2 separate regions of the Canis lupus genome follow, and region 2 is linked to region 1. A link is a contact called in public Hi-C data. All regions are on one chromosome and are shown on one strand. The core of a region is the stretch at or near the end of the contact, and the rest is flanking DNA. Distances in the headings are between cores, read along the strand shown.

Evidence for each region. A called contact is a pair of places that touch in the nucleus more often than the background predicts.
Region 2: a contact with region 1 is called in a Hi-C map of liver, with 4 times the contacts expected there. The contact joins the enhancer-like site here to the promoter of HOXB13 in region 1. A contact is called at or near these places in 3 of 9 Hi-C or Micro-C datasets (amygdala, liver and skin fibroblasts).

The regions. Positions count from the first base shown.
Region 1 is chr9:24,911,201-24,914,695 of UU_Cfam_GSD_1.0, forward strand. It overlaps HOXB13 (homeobox protein Hox-B13), which reads right to left and starts at 1,769. Exons shown (of 2, transcript XM_038547593.1): 1 at 1,015-1,769. The coding sequence starts at 1,618.
Region 2 is chr9:24,973,714-24,977,220 of UU_Cfam_GSD_1.0, forward strand. The region is part of intron 9 of TTLL6 (tubulin polyglutamylase TTLL6); the gene reads right to left. Among named protein-coding and RNA genes, the nearest start is that of TTLL6, 16 kb to the right of the region's middle. Within about 2 kb of position 1,703, at least 2 of the 20 cell types and tissues checked have an H3K27ac peak or open chromatin away from gene starts, as enhancers often do.

The sequences.
Region 1 (3,495 bases), core at 519-3,018:
CTGATGACCACTTAGGTTTTGAAAGACCAGGTTCCTGCAAGCCATCCTCACCCATCCCTGTCCTCAGCATTGCAGGTCTGCAAACACACCCATCACACCCTGCCAGACCTTTGCCCACAGTCACATATATCCACCCTCACATGCATTTTCAGACTCTTGGCCACTCTCATAGATTCTACAGGCAAATTAAGTGCAGAAAGGAACACATTTCTGCTCCCACTCCCAATACACAAACACACATACACACACCTCCCCCCCCCAACATGCACACAACGCACACACACATACACATGCCCCTAAATTATGACTGCAGGGAATCTAAATTTTCCTTTAGAAACTGAAAAATTGGGATCCCTGGATGGCTCAGCAGTTTAGTGCCTGCCTTCGGCCCAGGGCGTGATCCTGGGGTCCCAGGATCCAGTCCCACATCAGGCTCCCTGCATGGAGCCTGCTTCTTCCTCTGCCTGTGTCTCTGCCTCTCGCTCTCTCTGTCTCTCATGAATAAATAAAATATTTTTGAAAAGAAACTGAAAAATTCATCTGAAAGAAAATGAGGGTTTGTATTCTTCACAGAACATTCAATATCCATGTTCCTACCCACCCCATCCCCATTACTCACTGAATAGAGAGTCATTTAGCCTTTTGGTAGAATTAACCCTGGGATCTGCGAGGTAGAACAGCCTGATTCCCGTCAACAGCAAAAAGAATCAAACACTTGGACATATTGAAAAGCAGGTCCCAAGGCCTCCTAAGGAGATGAAGGTACCTGGTAGCCCACAGCCTTCCAATAGCACCCAGCTCAGGCCCCTCATGCTGACCCTCTGGGGCCTCCACCCTGTCTCTTCAACTGCCTGAACCCTCCTTCAGCGTCCTAACAGCCAACTGATGAGCACAAGCTCCTCCTCACAGGCCCCAAATCTCCCTTCACTTCCTCCCCCTGCGAGCACCAGCACGGCCTACCACCCACAGTCAGCAGCACCAAGGGGACCCAACAAACATAGTGGGGCAAGTTACCTGCAAATGCTGCCTTCCAGAAGGCACTGGGTGGGTTCTGCTCCCCCTGGCAACACATCTGGCCGTTCCAGCCACCGGTGAGGGCCCAGGGCTGGTAACTGTCCACAGGCAGCAGGGAGTCGTGGCGAGGCTCCCCGGGGGCTCCCAGAGTCTGCACCACCGACACATCCAGGTAACTGGCCATTGGCTGGTAGGGTCCCGGGTACCCAGGATAGAAGGCAAACTCGGTGGGTCGGCTGGGGTACTCCTCCCCGGCCGTGGCCGTCTCCGCGGGGTAGGCAGCGAGGGTGGCCGCCTGGGCACAGGGTTTCAGCGAGCTCCGGGCCACCCGGCAGGAGTAGTACCCGCCTCCAAAGTAGCCGTAAGGCACCGGAGCCGGGGCCGCCCCCTGGGGCACCCCGGGGCAAGGGTGGCACTGCTTCGGCGGTTCCGCGGGGCCCGGCAGATCCAGCGGCGCGTAGCTGACAGCGGGCATCAGCGGAGGCGCCGCGGCCGGGTGGGTGGCCAGCGGCGACGGGGCCACGAGATTCCGACCCCCTCCCACTACCGACAAGCCTTCCAGGTCCTTGGCCCCGTCCAGGGTGGCGTAGTCGCCGGGCTCCATGGGGCCGAGGGTCCGCTCATGGGGCGCTGGGGCGGGGGGATCCGGGGGGCACCCAGCCGTCTCTCCCCACCCAGGCCCCGGGAATCCAAGGCGTTTTAAATCGCTCCCAGCTCTCACGGCGCTGCATTCGCTCAGCCCGGCAGCCCTGACGCAGGAGACGCAGGTGCCAGGGCACGCGCGCTGATTGGCCGCGGCCTGCGGGAGGAGGCTAATAAAATCTTCGGGGCAGAAATTGCGAAAATACTTTACCCCTGCTCCTCTCTGTCTCTTCTCCTCCCTCCCTCCCTCCTTCCCTCCCTCCCTCTCTCCCTCCCTTCGTCTCTCCCTCTTTCCCTCTCCCTCACTTTTATTGCCTGTGAAAACAAGAACGCAGAGGAAAGCTGCTTTCCAGTTTGGAGCTACCCAGCTGGGGGGGGGGGGGGGGCGGAGAGGAGGGAGGCGGAGGGAGAGAAGACAGGGGCCATCCCGCCCCCGCCGCCTCCTCTCCCTCCCCGGCTCTCTGTCTCCGGTGCTTTGGCTGGTTTAACGAGAGAATAAAAAGCTCCCCCTATAAAACGTGCGTCTCAAGGGGAAGGGGGGGCGGGGAGTCGGGGGGGGCGGGGGCGGGAGGCCGCTCTGTGCCTGAAAGGGGAACCTGGGAATGTGCCTGAACCAGAAGAGGCTGGGAAATGGGGGCCAAAGGGTATTTCTGGGAGCCCCCGGCTCTGGGTCCTGGCTACCAGCAACCCGGTTCATTCCAGGTGCCCCTCCTATTCCGGATGCGCGTAATACGCTGCCCAGGGAAGTGCCTGGCAAGCCCCTTCCCCGGGGATCCCAGCTCCCGCCCCTGCCGCTCCCGGATCGGGGTGGGGCAGAAGGAGAGGGAGGGGGACAAGAGCTCGGAAGAAGACGGGACATCTGGAGCCTGGGACGTGCAACGGTCAGATCTGAAGGGGAAATGAAGTTTCTAGATGTAGCCTGTGAAAGGGGGGTCTGGATTTGCATTTAATGGTGGGGAGAGAGATATGTAGGAGAGAGGACACGCATGACCTGTATATTCAGAGAGAGAGAGGCAGGGATAGCAGCACAAAGGGAGAAAGAGACAACTTGAAGGAGGGAATGGGAACGGATCTTATAAAATCCTGAAGTACCAGCCAGAAAAGAGGACCTCTTCCCTCCCTCGTTTTCTGAGATCTAAGGAATTTCTGCGAAGCCAGGCCTAATTGGCCATGCATTAGTTGCAGGGGTTCTGGACCCCAAGAAAGAAGAAGCCTGCCCTGTGTGGAGATGTCTAGCCTCTCTGCCCTGGGGTTCTCCTCTTATGTTCCAAGAGGCCCAGGTGACTCACTCTGACCCTGACACATTCCTACCCAAGCTGAGTATCCAGAAAGCCCAGGACCCCTATCTGCTTCCTCCAGGCTTTCCACTTCCTTAGAAGGAAAAAGGGATTGAAGAGAGAGCCCCACCATTGCAAGAATTTCTGGAGGCCCCTCTGTTGAGCCCCCGCCTTTTTTAAAAAGAGATATTTTATTTATTCATGAGAGACAGAAGCAGAGGGAGGAACAGGCTCCCTGTGGGGAGCCGATGCAGGACTTGATCCCAGGACCCCAAGATCATGCCCTGGGCATGAAGGCAAATGCTCAACCGCTGAGCCAACCAGGCATCCCTGTTGAGCCCTTTCATACAGAGCAATTCAGAAGACTCAAACCAATTTGTTTCACAAATCTTCAGAGGTTTTGTTTCCTTCGCTACCCCACCCAAATAAAATCCTTCTGAGTCTACTTTTCTAGAACCCCTCAGATTTTCTGGAGAAGGCAGGAAACTTTCCTTTCCACACCAGGGTGGTGACAACTGTGTGGAACAAACCACTCTGACTCGAGGTGGGCTTTGCCATGCCC
Region 2 (3,507 bases), core at 453-2,952, 62 kb after region 1:
CATCATGGTTTTGCTTTGATGGCAAATGGTTTCTCAGCCTTTGGTGTTCATTAGAAACACTTTTAAGAACACCTACACCTGAGTCCTACCCCAGCCATCTGACGGGATTCTGGGGACCCCCAAAGTCACACAAACTTTGCTTTAGGACTTCCACAAAGAAAAGGCAGCCCCAAGGCATGTCAAAAGATGGGGTTAACAACTGTCCAGGTAAATCAAGATGGTCTTGATTTCAGATAAATAAGATGTGGTATAGGGGTGCCTGGGTGGCTCAGTGGTTGAGCATCTGCCTTTGGCTCAGGACATGATCCTGGGGTCCTGGGATCGAGTCTCACATCAGGACCCCTGCTCAGTGGGGAGCCTGATTCTCCCTCTGCCTATGTCTCTGACCCTCTATCTGTCTCTCATGAATAAATAAATAATTTTTTTTAAAAAAAGATGTGGTATATATATATATAATGGAATATTACTCAGCCATCAAAAATGAAATCTTGCCATTTGCAGCAATGTGGATGGAACTAGAGGGTATTATGCTAAGCAAAATAAGTCAATCAGAGAAAGACGATTATCATATGATTTCACCCATATGTGGAATTCAAGAAACAAAACAGAAGAGTCTAGGGGCAGGAGGGAAAAATAAAATAAAATGAAATCAGGGACAGAGACAAACCATAGGAGACTCTTAACTATAGGAAACAAACTGAGGCAGTCGCTGGAGAGGAGGGGGCCGGGGGAGGGGGTAATTGTGTGATAGACATTAAGGAGGGTGCAGGATGTAATGAGCACTGGGTGGCTCATGAGGCAGTTCAAAGAGCTCACTGGACCCCAGCCAGCAGAGCCAAAAAGTATGAAGCTGGGGTGGCCAGCCAATGCACACTTGCTAAAGGACTGCTGTACACATGAAATGAGAGAACCCCAAGAAACTGCCCCCACTGTCATGGGGAGCCTAAGGACCATTTGGGGAGGGTTCAACACACATATGGAACAACTGAGGATGCATTTATATAAAGACAGATTAGTAAAGGCCACTCAATTCAGAGGCCTACTGCCTCTACCTGTCATTGTCAGGGAATAATATGTGGCACATAAATGAATTTTCCAGATCGCTTGAAGCCAATCCACTCAAGTGCAAAAAAAGATGTGCTTAATTTGCCTAATTGGGAAATAAATTTTCCCAAAATAGATTATATACTTCCTTGCCTTCTTATAACAGACACTGCAAATCATAACATAACCTCTTCTTGATGATTCAGGCACATCACAATGAATATATATTATTGTATAATTTCATAATGCCCAGTGGTTAGCCAATTCAATTTAACACACCAGTTATGTGCCAGGCGCCCTGAGAGATGAAGAGGACCTGGTCTCTGCCCCCAAGCCCTGCCAGATTTCCAGTCGTTCTGTCTTTCCTTCACTGTTTCTGCTAAGTTTACAGCTGGTGGGGGGTTTACCTGGGGTGCAGTTGGCCGAGCTGGGGATGAGGGAATTGGGGCAGGTGAGGTAGTCAGAATGAGAAGCAGATCGCCTCAGAAGAGGAGGAAGGGGAAGAACAGGAGAGGTAAAAGGAAAAGGGAGGAACAGGAGGAAAGAAGGACTCTGCCCAGCATATGGGAGGCGCCTAGAAGGCCAGGGTGCCACTCTAACCCTCAAGGAGGCTAAGCACAATTGAGAACACGTGACAGACGTGTGCACCAAGCCAAGAGCGGTCATGAGGTATGGCTGATGTTGACCAGAGGGTAGTGGGAGTCCAGAGATGGGAAGGTTGCTGTGGGTGGTTTGACTCGGATTCCACAGGCTCGTCCTCAGAGACAGATCTCATCTGATTAACTGAGCAGAGACTCACAGAGAAGGCTGGCTTCACGGTGGCAATATGGCTGGACCAGGACCCAAAGCCAGATCAGGGGAGGCAACATGGAAGCCCAGTGAGCCAGAAGAACCTTCAAGGATGTTATCCCATGTTTTTGGTTGGTGCTGAGCAAAGATGGAGAAGTGGGAATGAACAAGGCCCATATATGGAATGTGAGCCACAGAGTGTCCAACAGACACCACAGAGAGAACAGACAGACGGTGTGGCCCAGTGGTTAAGGGTAGAGACTCAGGAGTTTTCCTTGCAGCTCTACTACCTGTTTCCTAATACGCAAAATCATGCTGATAATAATAATTCTTACCTTCAAGTGCTGTTGTGAGTGTTGTGAGTGGGCTGAGGTGTGTATGTTTCCTAGAGTAGTGCCTGCCAGATAGCAAGTCCCCAACAATGCTGACTACCAGTGTAGTAGTGTAACAATGGATGGTGGCGTCTGGTCAAATTACAGTAGATTGAGAAGAAGAGTTTGAACCTGAATCTCTAGGTACCTGGGAGCCCCATCTCTGTGGAAGTAATGAGTAGAGAAGTCCTCCCTTATGTATGGAGGACGCTTGGCCCCATGGATAGTGCCAAACTCTACATGCACTGCTTTTCTCCTATACATACACTTCTATAATAAAGGTTAGTTTATAAATTAGGCCCAGAAAGAGATCCATAATAGTAACGTCACATGCCTACATCATTCACCTCATTTATCTCATCAGGTAGGACCTTATCATTTCACATCATCATCATAAGGAGGGCCAGTACAGTAAAGGAAGATATTATGAGAGAGAGAGAGAGAGAGAGAGAGAGAGACACCGCATTCACCTAACTGCAGGTAGCTGAAACCATGGATAAGCAGGGACCACTGGATACGGAATACAGAATAACAATAACATTCACCTGCATGGGGGTTAATGTTTTTGAAGCCCATTCGTACACGTCATCTCAATAGGTCCCTCATGGCAAATCTGAGGATGGCCAGCCAGAATTCATATTTTCCTGTCATTTTATTTTATTTTTTAAAGATTTATTTACTTATTTACGACAGACACACACAGAGAGAGAGAGAGAGAGAGAGAGGCAGAGACACGGGCAGAGGGAGAAGCAGGCTCCATGCAGGGAGCCTGACGCGGGACTCGATCCCAGGTCTCCAGGATCACACCCCCGGCCAAAGGCGGCGCTAAACTGCTGAGCCACCAGGGCTGCCCTTTCCTGTCATTTTAGAGATGAGAAAATGGAGGTACCAAGAAGTCAAAGCCTGGATTTAGGGAGAAAAGCAAGGAGGCTGAGCAGACATCAGGTCTGAGGCAGAAGCAAGGCCTAGGTCTAGTGGAAAGAAGGGACACGGGGACATCTGCAGGAGGAACCTTCAAGATTCAACAACCAAGATGACACCAAACTCCCCCATCCTGCAGGCCAGGAGGCAGAGATGGGGAAGTTGAGCAAGGGGACCATTTTGGAACTCTGGGGTGGGAACAAGGAGCAAGAAAAGGCTGAGTTGTAGGCAACAGATGTCAGGGTATAGTGAGGGATGAGCCTGGTGCTTAGGGAGAGGTGGCAGGGTGGAGGCCAGGGGAGCAGAGCAGAAGGGTGAGGCCTGACCTGGGGGGAGAGAGAGGTGAGGAAAAAGAGCAGGAAGGGAGGGGGGTGAAGGGCAG